2 separate regions of the Hordeum vulgare genome follow, and region 2 is linked to region 1. The links are chromatin contacts, called in public Hi-C maps. All regions are on one chromosome and are shown on one strand. The core of a region is the stretch at or near the end of the contact, and the rest is flanking DNA. Distances in the headings are between cores, read along the strand shown.

Region 1 (7,114 bases), core at 2,334-4,833:
AGCGTAGAGGCCTGCGTCGGACAACGCCAAAAGTCCACCACACGCGCTGGCGACCAGGCAGCTTTGACTCAGCCGACGAGCATTGAAGGAAGAAAAGCACAAGACCTGCGCTGAGTCAGCGCAAGAACCGACCACCCGTCTTCACGTCATCGTCGCCGCAAGGATCCCCTCAAACAGCTCCGACTTCAGAAGACAAGAGAGGCACGACGACCCCTCGAACATGCCGGACGAGACCGACTACCAGAACCCAACAACAAATCCTTCTCCGCTTGAAGGGGTCATCGTTGCCGCACAAGCCGCGCAGATCATCCACATTGCCGGACGCGCCCCAGCCGACCGCAATGTCGCGAGCGTCTAGCCCCTGGAGAGTGCAATCGAAATCCAAAGCTCTTCAAGACGACACCCCCAAGGAGGAAGCGACGATGCCGACGCCGTCGTCCGGCCCAACCATGCCTAAGGTTTTCATCCGAAGAACTGGATCCGAGGGTGTGTAGGAAGAGAACTCCTCAACGGTGCCTCCAAGAAGGTGAGACGACGTCCACAGCCGCCGCCACCGCCGGCCGGCAAGCTTTCGCCCGGAGCACCTCCCAACACCACAACCCCACGCACAACGCCTCCGCTAGCCCACACGCCTCCCACGAAGCCACCGCGCCAGCGGCACCGGGGAGCCACCAAGCACGTCCTCCACGCAACACCCCCAGCGACACGACACCTCCGAAGCCACCATGACCTAGGCCCGAGCACGACCAGATCCAGATCCAGGTCCAGATCGGGGTCAGGGGCAGGCCGCAGTCGCTACGGAGGCAGCACCACTGCACGGCGCCCTGCCCTCCAGCCCGCCAGAGGACCCAGCCCGCGGTGCTCGGGGACGCTCGGGCCGCTCCCCTGGAGAGCGACGCGAGCGGCTCACGCCATGATGACTGTTGCAACTGGAGGCAACACACGTGACATGCGCCACCGTGTTGGACAAAAGGTGCAGCGAGATTGCTCCAGAAGCAAAGGTCACGCACTTCGCTCACCGTCATCATGAATGTCGTGGATGCCTTTACAAACACCGAGAGAGGATGGACCAAGGGAGGGCCAGGGAATGGAGCAGGCACGCCAGGACGAGTGCGTCGCCAGCAGCCAGCCGCACACAGACCGGCCAGACGACAGCACTCAGACAGTCACCTGCCTGCAAGGCAAGGCCGCACTAACGCATGCAATCGGCGAAAAGCCATGCAGCTTTTCCTGTCTTGCCTTGGGCGAGGCTAGCACGGGTGAACAAACTGGTTGTTGTGCTTGACAACGCTACGAGAGCGCAGACCATACGCGCCACTGCCGTCAACACACGCTCTATACGATCAACAGCAAACACAGGCTACATCATCCACTTGTTAGAAACGGTGTACCCACAGCCGCGCTCCATGAACAGGTCTGCGTCTCCAAGGGCACCTCTCCCCTTCCTCAGGTCTTCCGGGAGTCCTGCTGTGACCCCAGAGAGGAAGCCTGAGCCTGGTGGAACGCTGCACCTGCCAGAAGCAGGAGGATCATACAACTGCTTCCCAGAAGCTGGAACCCAAGCGCCGTCATCTCTGTATGTGTCGTGTCGGGCAGCCTCCCTCAGCCCGAGCTCGTTACTTCTTGGCAGCGCCTCGTCGTTTGGGAACGAGTCCGTCGGCAGCCGGAAGAGTCCCGGGCTGCCGACGGGGATCTTCACGTCGTCCTCCCTCCCGCGATCGTCGCCGCCCGGGGCCGGGAGAGCCAGGATCTCCTGCCGTGGAGGGCTCGAACCGCTCGGTTTCTCCGTGAGCCAGGCGTCGGAGCCGTCGACCGAAAGGCTTTGTTCCCTTCCATGGTCGTGGTCACCACGGCAGCCCCTGTACGAACTGCTGCCGTCGCCGTCGTCGTCGCCGTAGAGGTCCGCGCCACGGTACTCGTCGCCCGGTGCCGGGAGCGCCAGCGTCACCTGGCTGGGCGGGAGCGGCCTGTCCAGCTTCTGCCTCAGGGAGATCCTGGCGCGCTGCAGGGCCTGGAGGACGCTCTCCACGTCGACGGTGCCGTGCTGGTCGTCGCCGTGATCGTGGAAGCGCGACGAGCTCCAGTCCGAGACCTTGCTGACCGACGGGCTCGACTCCGATGGCGCCGCCTTGACGGCGCCGAGCCCGGACGACGCGGAGTTCGTGTATCGGCTCGAGCAGCCGTCTGAATTGGCGTCTCCTTGCTGGTCCCGGCTTCGTCTCGTGGCCGCGCTGTAGCAGGAGCTCCCTTGTGCTGAAATGGCAGCGGCCCGCGCTATTTCTTCCGATGCGTTCTTGAGTGCTCTACTAGAAACGAGTTGCTTTTCGCCACCTGATCTCGCCTGCACTTGGCAATCTGCCTCCGTGCCACCCTGCATTTCGCAAAGCAGAAGGACGGTTCAAATCGATGCAAGAACTGTCGCCTCCAGCAATACCCATGGTGTCGAATCTCGAATATATCATTCAGGATGCTAACTCTGCCGTATTTTGACAGGAGAAACGAATCCGTTGCCAGATATACGTAGTACCTTGTTGGGTGAACTCCGGGTGTCGTTGAATTTCTTTTCCCAGTCCGTCTGAGCCTTCTCCTCGGCCTCATGCTGCCCGATCAGCTCGGCCTGCTTCTCCAGCACCCTCTCCATCTCCCCATCGTTGTTGTCGCGCCTGATCACGTACTGGCCACCGCTCTCCCCCGAGCCCCGCTGGCCTTCTCCGCCCACCACCTCGCCGTCAAACTCGGTCCGGCGGCCATCGTCGGTGCAGCTCGATCCATCTCGCTGTTCCTTCCGACTCTCCGCGAGCACCGCGGCAACGCCGCTGTCATTGTTGAGCAGAAGAGAAGTGCAGAGTGTCAAGAAATCGACAGGAATGGCATTGTAGAGGGAGTTGAAACTTTAGGATGATCGATGGCGGGACGGACCTGAGCTCCTTGCGCTTGTTCTTCCGGCAGGACTGGCCCATCCGGTACTTGGGCTCGGGATCCGATTGCGAGGCCAGGAAGTAGACGTAGCTCCGGCGGTGCCGCTGCTTGAGCTGCCTGGCCCTCCGCGGGCTCGCGCACCGGCCTTTCCACGACAGCCCGCCGGGGCCGGGCTGCAGGGCCGTCCCGGACATGGCGTCCTCCTCCTCCTCCGCTCCGCCCTTCTCCGGCGGCCGCGCCTGCTCCTGTCCCTCCACGCCGTGGGAGCAGGGCGCAGGGTCGCCGCCGGTGACCGTGGCGTCGCGTGGCCCGTCCCGCTCCTCCTCGTCGGCGTTGTCGGCGTCGTCGGAGCCCGAGTCGAGCACGTCGGAGAGGCTGCCGCAGAAGCCCTGGGACTGGAGGACGGCCAGCGCCTCCGCGGCCTCCCGCTCCGCCTGCCGCCGCTGCGCCGTCACCGCCCGGACCTGCTGCTCCAGCTCCGCGACCTGAACGAGGCGCGCGGATCAACGGCGCCGACACTGGCATTCAGAAGAACGTACGTACGTACCCTGGCGGCGAGCTGGTCGGCGCGGTCCTTGGATGCCCGCGAGACGGAGCGCTCGGAGAGCAGGCGCGCCCGGAGGAAGTCGACGGTCATGGCCGCCGCCGCCGCAGGGTCCGCCATCCGCGCTCAAAGCCTCTGCATGCACACACACACTCACCAGAAACGGCAGCACGGGTACGCGCTGAGCAGAGCTGCACGTACGCGCTCGCTACTGAAGTGGACTCCCGAACTCACTCCCGGGGCGGGGGCGGGGGCGGGGGCGGGGCTAGGATACAATACAATTGACAAGAGCTCCACGCTCCTGCTCTACGGTCTACACCAACACCGCACCCACCGGCCACCGTCACAAGGCTTGGTTTTCTCGTGCCCGTACTACGTATACACGGTATTAAAAAAGCAGCTTGTCTTTCTGCGACGGGGCGCACGCGAAGACGCAGCCCCACGCGCGCACCGACAGCGAGCGAGTAGCGGCCGATGCACGAGGACCATGGGACGAGCGCAACGGTATCGCTGGCTGCTCCATCGGCCAACGGCGATGCCTCACCTCACCTGTCGCCCCGGGCCGGGGGTCCGTCCTGTGGCAAGCAATCTTCTGGCTGGACGGAGGTCCTCCTCCTTGGTCCTTGCATTGGGGGCTGCTGTTTATGATACTGTATGTATGATGTTGTTGTGGGGGTGATTTTTCTGTCGATCGCGGTACAGCCCCAAGTGCCGGTGCTGATGCCGTGCTGTCCAACTGGCTAGGCTAGGCTGCAAAATCCAAAATGTCGCTTGGATCACGCACGAGTGTCGTGCCCCGCTCGGAATCTTTCTTTTTTCTGCTTGGATCGGATCCAGCGCCTCACCAACCAACCTCATGGTAGTACTACCACCGCACGGCAAAACCCCAACGACTTTGCCATGACCGCATTTAAATCATCATGCTCACCGCATCCACCAAGAAACAAATCAAGGTCAGCTCGAACAAACGACTACTTCTCTCATACTGTAAGGTAGATCTGCATGCAACTTCAGACTCTACCAGGATGATGATGCAGGATGATGATGGTAAGCCATGGGCACGGAGCAACTGCGTGTTTCCTTAACCCCCAATGTCAGGAAACCGGATAAGAGGATTGCAAACACACACACACACACGCACGCGCGGGGGCAACAGGTATCTGCAAGTGCTTACATTACAGGACGACTGTTCTTGCCAGAGACAAGGCTTAAGAAACATCTAGAGTGTTTGGTTTAGAACCACCATGGATTCCACTGACGCATAATCAGTCAGTTAGTCGCCGCTGGCACATCCCTTGCAGCCACAGTGGACACATTCGATCACCTGCTCCTCCCTCAGGTGCTTGGGGACCCGGCACACGCACGTCGTCGCAAAGTTGTGGTCTCGTGTCTGGATGCAGCGGAGGCAGCAGAGGCGCTCGTAGCCCGGCTGCATGTACACACAAAAAGAAGCATAGAGTAAGAAAGAATATCAGACGGATCATACATATAGTAACTATATAAACACAGAACAGAGTAATAAGTGGCTGGAACTGGAAGGAAGGAAGACTATGAAGCATGAAGTGCAAAGAAAAAGGGGGGGGGGGGGGGGGTCTGTGCTCAGAGGTTGTGGAGCATTTTCTATCTACGTTTCGACTGCCACAGTTAGGAAAAATCTGCCGTGGCAGGAAGAGCGTGGGGGTACAAAGTATCATTGCTAATTGGCAGGATATATGCTAACCAACCAAGGGGCCGAGAGTCATATATTTAACTGTCATGATCACCTAATCAGTACATGGCTATGAAAGATTGATAATAACGGTGTCTGTTAAGAGCTAGGCAACTGCACTTTAGCACAATGTAGTACTAGGCCTACACGGTCACATTTTCTGCCTGGTTTTAACGAAGGTGTCTTTCTTCAGTTCTGTATGGAAGAGGTGCGTGTTCGTACCACGACAACTTCTGGGAGGATTTGTGGGTGTCTGATGTTATTGTCAGTCTTTTTTAAAAGCCAGATAGGTTGTTTGGCCTTACAAAAGATTTTGGTTAGTTAAGGTCTCTCTCAAAAGTTAAAAAGACTTTTCTAGTTAGCATTTAGGAATATCATTTTAACTAAGGATAATTTGCTCAGAAGAGGTTGGTGGCAGTGCAATTGAACATCCTTCTATCCTTTGTGTAGTAGCCCGCTATGTATGGGAGGTGGCGGAATTCACTTTTGGTATTAAGATTATACCTGCATTGTTTAGTGAAGTACGTGAATGGATTAATAGATGCTCTGTAAAGCATACACAGTTCATGGCGATAGCGGTTTTACATGTGGTTTGCTTTGCTCCATATGGAAAACCAGGGACAGCAGACTGTTAAAAATATGTTCTTCTTCAGGACCCTGCTAATGTATGTTTCAGATTTCGCATTGGTTATCCTACCAGGCTGGCTTACAAAAGCTAAAATTGCGAAGCTACCAAGCGCCACTGCTGTTGCAAGTGACATCTGAAGTTTTCAGTCACCGCTAGGGATAAAGGCCTCTGGTGCATAGGAATGAAGATTGCTGATAACAAATATCAGAACAGGAAACTGTAGTTTTGTTGCCCGACTCTGTTTCCGTATCTGTCCTTGTTATGGTCAGAGTGCTAGAGTGTGGCTTGGCAAAGCTACCATAAGTACCCTGGAGTCTGGTATGTTGTAATGTAATGCTTCGTAGGATATTGGTAGGAAGCATGGATGCACAAGCATGCCATGTATATGGATGAGAGAAATCTGGTGTATTATCAGTTTTATGAAATGGAATGGGAGCACTGAGCTACATTATAAAGTATGACCATTAGATGAATAAGTTCCCAGAATTTGATCTTTAACTTCAAATCAGTATTACATTAAAACAGGGAATGAATAGAACATATAGCATGGAAAGCATGATCAGGAACTCAATTTTATTGCACTACTACAGCATGGTTAGACGAAATAAATAACATGTGCACCATGCCACCATCAAGTTACTAAGAGATTATAAATAACAATACTAACTATTTACAGATTATTATCCACAGTTTATCAAGGTAAAGACTGACAAACGCTATAGAAGCAAATTCATGCCATGAATAAAGTCCGCATGTCACAGTTTTAGCCAGAAAAACATCTTATATATGCAATGAGCACGGCATACTTTACTAATCAATTCGAACACTTCACATCAGATGTCCAGAACACAAACAATAAGCTAAAGAATATTATGTGGTGATAAAAGTATACCCATGACAACATCAGCTGCTACTTTAACATCACAAGAACAAAATTGCAAAGATAGGGCAATTTATTTAAGGTCCACTTTGAGAATTACTACTCAAGCAGTTACTGTTTACTGTGGATGAAAAAGATTATAAGAGAGTAAAAACTTGATGATGTGTTTATTCATTCATTTGAACTAACTTCGTCCATGCATTAGTTAATTAAAGAACATCTAAGATGAAAAGAATATCACTCTTAAGGTAATACAAAACAAAAAGATTTGTGTGCACGTACAAATGGTATGAACCTAAGGACACTAACCTTTTTCCACTTTGCAATCAGATTACGGTCTGCATAACCCTGGTCCAGGCAGAACTCATAGAGCTCCTTTGATATTTCCTTCCTTCTATAGAAAAGATCATATATGTAACGACTCCTTTGATGAGA
Region 2 (7,824 bases), core at 2,165-4,664, 130 kb before region 1:
CACCGTCGCCTGCAATCACCATACACAGTACAGCAGGCATGCATATGTAATGTAAGCACCCGTGAATCGTAACAAGCCATGGATCAACAAAGCCCTCTTTCAGAGAGATTGATCAGAGCAGAGGGTTCATTCAGCAGCTACGTACCTGTATCTCGGGGATGATGCCGTTGCCGTAGGTGGTGGCGATGACGGCGAGGGCGTTGAACACGCCGTAGACGCGGGTGTGGGTGTCGCCGGCGATGGAGTAGTCCTTGGGGGGCGCCCGGTCGGAGGTGCCGAGGTAGACGCAGCCGGCGACGGCGCAGAGGCTGTAGGAGAGGCAGAGCAGCAGGGAGACGAGGTTGACGTGGCGGAGCGAGTGGAAGGACGGCAGCTGCGCCAGGATGACGAGGAAGACGCCGAAGATGACCACGAACACGTAGAGCTTCATGGTGCCCCCGGGGTTGGCGATGAGGTAGATGGCCTTCATGCTCTGGCCGGCCAGCAGGGTGGACGCGACCACGGCGCCGAAGCACACCATGAACTGGATCGGACCGATGTAGTAGCGCGCCCATCCAGGTCCTGCATCACATAAACAATGGTATTAGTATTACTAACGTTTCTTTGACAACTTGGATGGATGTGCTACGGCCATTGCTCGTTTTTCATTGCTCTCCTGCCATGCCATGCCATGCCACGCCGGCGACGAGCCGACGGTAGTAGGAGTACTACGTACGTACGTACCCTGCCCACACCGTCAAAACCAGATCGGTCGCCTGTGCGCGGGGCAGTAGGAGACGCAATTATTGAAAGATGCTCACGTGAGGGCATCTCATCATGATACTCGAGCCCGAAAGGCTGGAGCTAACTGCTGGCTGTCGGCTAGCGCTATAGTAGTCCTTGACCACGTGCTTTGACCTCATATGCATCGGTCATGCATGCATGACCAAAGCCAAGCAAGATATGCACGTACTGACGTACACATGTCTGGCATGCTGGTTTTACGCTCGAAACATACATGACGGATCCACGGTGCACGGCGCACGGCGGTGTGTGTAGTTGAACGGTGGCATCAACGGCTAATCCTACCATCTATCTGCACGATCGGAGCTTTGGCATACCGCTACAGGGTATCGGGCGGCCGACGGCGACGTGGTCAAGTGTACTGACCTAGTATGTCGGCGGCCATGTCCCTGAAGCGGAGCTGGCGGCGGCCCTGCTGCGCGTGGTGCTCGAGCACGCGGGAGAGGAGGTTGTAGGAGTAGAAGGTGACGGCGGCGCCGACGACGAGGCACACCATCCCCGCCGACCACCCCAGCGCCGCGAACGCGAACGGCAGGCTCAGCAGCGGCGGCGCCACGATCGACGTCGTCAGGTGGTACCCGCAGTGCAGCCATGACCCTGCAACACATGGACACGTAAACATGTCAGCTCCCGCTCCACAAACAAAAACACTATCTGTCCATGATTAACAAGCGAGGATTTTTCTTAAAATAATGTTCATGATTAACAGGCGAGGATTTTTCTTAACATAATGTTCATGATTAACAGGCGAGGATTTTTGTTTTAACATAATGGCCGAATGTCACGTTCATGCTGTCAGAAAATGGGGGCGCGGTGCCTGCTTTCTCCAGGACGATCGCTGCTTGGTCAAAAGTCGCCGGATATCTGAAGCCCCACGAAATCCACGGTGCACCACGTCGAAGAAATCATGCGCCGATGATGAGCTCGTTGTTTATCCCTGCCCGTGCCAAATTTCCGGAGGTGTACGTCAGCGCACTCAACGCTCCTCCTCTGAATCGGAACGCCGAGTGTGTGGTTCAGGGGTCAACAACTCGATCGACATGCAAGACGTGCTGGGAGACTTCGCATTGACGCTGACATAAACCTATTAGCCGCACTTCTCTTCTCTGGCTAGTGTGGATGGTCATGCAGTACTACTATATGATTATCGGCGTGGAATATCAGGCCGTGCCGGCTGAGCTTTCGCCTTTCAGTGGTCTATTTCAGCATGACAATACTACTAAATGTTGTCCAGCGTGTGCAATATGGATGCGGGATGAATGCATTGTATCCGCGAGATGGCGATCGTGTACCAGTCCGGTCCGGCCACGGTGCAATTTTCGAATGGAAATACTACCACGTTCCCGCCCTAACATTAATTTATTTTTGGCTGCTAAGCAAACTGTTAATAATGTGATGTGATGATCTGGCTGCTGAAGAGACGCTAAATAATATCCAGTGCACATATCTAGCGCACATGTTTAGGAGGAGTAAAACTGCAGCGCTCTGTGCACATTTCGCGGAATGCACATGGAGGGGTATGGGGGTATGGCTACGGATGGCCAGGCATCCCGGCATGCCGCGAGTACTATTGTGTTTTGTCTCTTCTTTCTTTGCTGCTAAAGACATCTGGGCACGCAGGGTGAAGAGGGGAGAGAAAGTGAAAAAGAAAGTGAGGTTTTGCAGCCGGGAAAAAGCAGGAACTGCTACGTTGAAAGCACGGCTCTCATAAAGTAAACAGTGAGAAAGGGGTGAAATGAAAGACTCTTGAAAGGATGGATACGGGCAAGGGGCCAATTCAAACATGCGTCCAATCCACCACCCAGCAAGAACTTTTGAGCAGGAGATCTCCATAGGTGGAGCTCCAATGGCATGGCCAAATCGTTGCCTTGTGAGCCCATCGTCGTCGTCAGTTCTCTTCTGTATGGCTATCTTGTGCTAGTATAATGCGAGTATACTTAACATGTCATCAACCATTTTCTGGCGGAGTGATCGGCAAAATGGCAAATATGTAATCAATCCTGTTCCTACCTAGCTTAGCTAGCATACCAAGCCATCGCATCGATTTTATCTTTGATAGCATAGCCAAAGTCACCTTGGTGCTTTGGTAGATATGTACAGTTAGTAATAATCGGAGCTACTATTTCATCTGGGACAACCAATCAACAGCTTCATGCAGCATGATCCTGACGACGCCGGACGAACGCGGGCGGGTCATGTGCTCCTCTGACGTGCTGCTACGGAATAGAAAGAGAGAGAGAGAGAGAGGGGGGCACCTTTGGACTCGAGGACGAAGAGCGCGCCGGCGTCGAGCTTCTGGCCGACGGTGTCGCCGCCGGCCTCCATCTTCTTCGCCTCATCCTCCTCCCTGCTCGGAGCCCCCATGCCGTCTAGCTAGCTCCTGAGCCTGACAGGCGCGCGGAGGGAGAACCGTCCCGGGAAGAAAGGTGGCTAGCCGAGGAGGAGAGAGCTACGAGTGGCAGACTCACACGTCGTGAAGATGATCTCTCCCGCCTCTCTGCTCGATGGATATGCGCACGGCACGGAGCGGAGAGCCGAGCCACCCCGCCTATATAGGCGCCGCGTGCCCGGTAATGTGAGCGCGCGCACGTACCACGCAGGCTCCTGATTCTCTTTGGCCGCTCCACCGGCAAATCAACTGAACCTGCACCTGCAGCGAAACACAACTAGCTAACACGTTCAGGCATGCCATCATTTTCCCCCCCTTGGAAAACAATGGCACTGCATGTGATCGCTGAATATTGCAACCATGCATGCCTGCTCGTTGTCTCGACGGATGGCACGACCGGGACGCGCCGATGGACCGCATCTGGCTGATGGGGCTGTGGAGAGGCGTGCGTACGTACGTGCATCGGTGCGAAATCAAGTCCGTTCCTGCGTGAAAATGCGTGGCACAAGACAAGTTGGCCACCGGTTGATGAACAGAGGCGTGGGTGTGGGTGTGGGTGTAGGAGTAGGGGCTTTCGTTGCCGGCCACGGCGAACGGCTTGGCCGCTAGCTGGGTTTGTTGGCAGTGCGTATCAACGGGATGTTGGGGTGCAGAACGACGGCGACGTGCTGGAGGAGGAGGGTCTCAATATTTAGTGGGTAAGTAGAGTTCGCTGTCATAGCAACACTAGAGTCCAACAGCCACAGGTAGCGCCTTCTGACTTCAATAAACTGTCCATCTTCTAAAAAACATGGTGTCGATGCAATCAGTTACCTCTGCCAGGTTATCAGCGTCGTCGTCTGGCCTATCAACTTGGTTGTTCTTTAGGTCGGGGTTGTCGATCGAGTTCGGAGCTAATAATTTGATTATGGTGCGATACACGATGGTTCAAGTAAGTATGTTGTTGCTCTAAGTATGTTGTCACAGCTGAGAGACTCCTATCACCCCTGAAAGGGAATAAAAAACTTAGCACTAGGCTTCCACTGATAAGCTCCCGGTCTCAGGCTCAACTACCCCCTGTGGACTGTGAAACCTGTAACATTCACAATCGCAACCACTTGCTGGTTTCTGCGGAAACTAATATTGATAATCACATCTCGTGGGACGCCATGTGTGGCGGCATGATGAACTTCCATACGATCACGTTGCAGGTGTTGACTTCACAAGCGCAGATGCGCTGCGCTCGCTAATCTTCAACGGTTGGTTAACCCATGTAACGTTATTTGACTGCTTCGCATGCACAAGTAGGTGCGCCCACGTGCTGTGGATAGGCAAAACACTTTGCACGCACTGAACGAGTAAGGGCGCCATTGATTCGCGGGATTTTGAAAACGCATGGATAAAAAGAATATAGGATTTGATTGGCATGTTTATTTGAACACTATAGGATTAGTAAATAGTGTCCATGTCACAAAAAAATTAAAAAAATTAGAAATAAGTTGAAGTGGATGTTAGATTTTCTATTAAAGGTAGTACACAAGATTTCATAAAAGGAAATCCTATGGAATCCAATGACCAATATAAAAAAATCCTAAGGATTTCAATCCCCAAAATCCTATGAAATTCCTTTGAATCTATTGAACACGTGTATATTGCGTGTACGTATATAGGTCTAGGCTGTATAGATTGCATCTGCCATGTCTCTCTTCCCTTGTAACGTGTATGTAACTTGGGAGACAAGGCAACCGTGCACCTCCCTCTATACCTATATATGTGCCATGATGCACGACGAGTAAAGTCATTGGTGCAACCAATACAATTCATACATCCAACATGGTATCAGTTTAGGGTTTCCGATCCAACCCTAGCTTTTGTTCCCGTCGCCGCCGCACCCTACAACAGCTGCATCTAGCCGTTGTAGCCTGCTGTCGCCGCCCTCTCCTCTACCCTTGCAGCTGCCTCTCCCCTTACACGTCGTTGTCGTCTTCCTCTCCGCAGTCGTCGCTGCCCACCCCTCTACCCATAGTCGTCGTCGCTGCCCACCCTCATCACCATGGATTCTCCACAGTCTTCTCTCTCTGGCAACTCCAACCCCTTCACCTGTCCAAATATCCCCACCGCCGATGACATCCATGATCTCAGCATCCATGACCCCGTCGCCATCAAGCTAGATAAATCTAGCTCCTCTTACTATGCATGGAAGACTTACTTCGACCTCGTCTTCCGCGAGTACTACCTCGCAGAGCACATCGACGGGTCCGTCGATGGCGTGGTCATGAAGGTCGATCCGGAGTGGTCCGCGGCCACGCTCATGCGATGGTTCTATCTCATCATCTCGAAGGACATCTTCCACACGGTCGTCTCTAAGGATGGTGATGCTTGCACCATGTGGGAAATGATCAGTGCGCTCTTCATTGACAACAAGTTCCTACGCCTCATCTTCTTGCAGCAAGAGTTCTTTGGGTGTCATTAGGATGACTCCTCGAACAACGACTATTTCATGCGCTTCAAGATGTTGGTCGACGAGCTCCGCGACATTGGCTCTAAGGTATCCGACGAGCTCATGCTTAGCACGCTCAACGCCAGCCTCAACGAGGACTTCGGTAATGCACCCTCCAACCTCACGTTGCTGGCGAACCCCACCTTCCAAACCGCCACCGCCTATTTGCGCTTGGAGGAGCGTCAAATGAAGAAGGTTAAGGCACGGGTCCAGCACATCTTCCTCGCCGTCAGTACCTCCCATGATGCGGCCGCCCCAGCCGTACGGCCTCCGGCCCCGTCGGTCTTCTTCCCACTCCCGCTTGCACCACCCGCGCCACAGTAGCAGAACGACGGGGCCATCGTGGCGGTGGACGCCCTCGTCAGCAGCAGCAAGAGCCATCCGGGTATGTGGGGAGGCTCCACGCCAACACTAGCCATCCCCGCCCTAGACGGTCGGCACTAATCCGTGGAACGACGTCGCGCATGTTCACCACATGCCGGTCCCACGGACGACTGCCCCGGGCACCCTTGGCCCTCCTTTGACGCATGAGGCGCATCTCGCCACGCCTAACGTTGGTCCCATCGACGGCTATCCAACGCTACCCACGATCGCACTGGCTGGTGGCTACGTGCCCTATGGCGGCCCTACTTTGTCGCCTGCGCCATGGGACCAGGCTCTCTTGGCTGCTCTTCACACAACCCCCTCGCCGAACAACTACGATGGAGGCGGTGATAGGTACATTGACATGGGGACTACGAACCATATGACAGCTCATCCGAGTAACCACCTGTCCTCTTATCCAATTAACACCTCCACTTGCGTCACTGTTGGCAACGGTTCATCCTTACCTATCACACATATTGGTCATATTCATTTCCCCTCTACATCTACGCCCATTACCATGTCTAATGTGCTTGTCTCTCATGACCTAGTCAAACATCTCGTGATTGTTCATTGTCTTTCTCGTGAGAACCCTCTTATTGTTGAATTTGACAAACTCGGTTTTTCTGTGAAGGACGTTGGCATCGGTGGTTCTTCATTGATGTGATAGTCCCGAGGAGCTCTACCCGGTGCACCCATCCTCCTCCACCGTTGCCGCCCCTGTCGCCCTCGTCGTTGGTGTGGACCTGTGGCATGCTCGCTTGGGCCATCCCAGCCCCGTCGTACTTCATCATATTCTTAGAAGTTTCTCTTTTGCATGTAATAAAGTAGATGATCACACTTGTCATCTTAGCAAGCACATGTGTCTACCCTTTAGTACCTCTACAAGTATTTCTTCTTTTCCGTTTCAGTTACTTCATAGTGATGTGCGGACATCTCCGGTTGCTAGAAACACTGATTATCTTTACTACCTCGTCATCCTTGACATCTTTTCTCACTTTGTGTGGACTTTTCCTTTTCGTCGCAAATCCAATGCCTTGGCTACGCTCAAAGCTTTCTTTGCGTATGTAAACACATAATTTGGCTGCTCCATTATTGCTCTTCAAATTGATAACGGGAAAGAATTTGATAATGTCGCTATTCGCAATATCCTTGCATCTCACGACACCATCTTTCGCCTCACCTGCCCATATACTTCTCAATAGAACGTGCGTGTTGAACACATTCTTCGCACCCTTAACGACTGTATGTGCACCTTATTCTTTCACTCCAATGTACCTCCTAGGTTCTTGCCCAACACACTCACCACCGCCACCCTTCTCCTTAACTTTCGTCCTTGTCGTGCTCGTTGTAATTACGCCCCTCATCACCTTCTTTTCGGTACTCCTCCTTGTATGATGGTCTTCCCATATTCAGATGTCTCTGTTATCCTAATATCACATCCACCACACCACACAAGATCGCTCCATGTTCACTTGCTTGCATATTTCTAGGCTATCCCTCCAACACTAAAGGTTACGAGTGTTATGATTATGTCTCTCAGTATGTGTACATATCACAGCACATGTACTTTGACGAGAAGCTATTTCCTTTTCAGTGGGTACCTCCCTCTGGCGAGTCCTTTTCCGCCCACCTAGACGTTGTCCCCTCGTGGCACGGGACTCAGTCGCGTCTTGACCCTACCGCCACACTTGACACGACACCTCCGGCCTTGATTCCCGCCCCGGATGCTCCCTCGAGCCCGGTGGGATCTTCGCCTGCTACCGACGCGACCACCCTCTTGGCCACCGCACCCCCTTGCTTGCCTCGG

Evidence for each region. Hi-C and Micro-C count contacts between places; a contact is called where the count stands out from the background.
Region 2: a contact with region 1 is called in a Hi-C map of leaf, with 1.9 times the contacts expected there. The contact joins the promoter of LOC123444852 here to the promoter of LOC123444850 in region 1. A contact is called at or near these places in 3 of 6 Hi-C or Micro-C datasets (leaf and seedling) and 1 of 1 datasets of contacts at active chromatin or transcription factors (embryo).

What each region holds. Positions count from the first base shown.
Region 1 is chr3H:542,890,699-542,897,812 of MorexV3_pseudomolecules_assembly, reverse strand. LOC123444850 reads right to left here and starts at 3,583. Exons shown (of 4, transcript XM_045121710.1): 1 at 3,467-3,583; 2 at 2,920-3,404; 3 at 2,528-2,816; 4 at 1,194-2,371. The coding sequence starts at 3,583. The coding sequence ends at 1,361. LOC123444849 (protein BUD31 homolog 1) reads right to left here. Exons shown (of 4, transcript XM_045121709.1): 3 at 6,989-7,114; 4 at 4,506-4,892. The coding sequence ends at 4,737.
Region 2 is chr3H:543,020,887-543,028,710 of MorexV3_pseudomolecules_assembly, reverse strand. It overlaps LOC123444852 (GABA transporter 1), which reads right to left and starts at 3,414. Exons shown (of 4, transcript XM_045121712.1): 1 at 3,039-3,414; 2 at 1,150-1,380; 3 at 146-561; 4 at 1-9. The coding sequence starts at 3,147.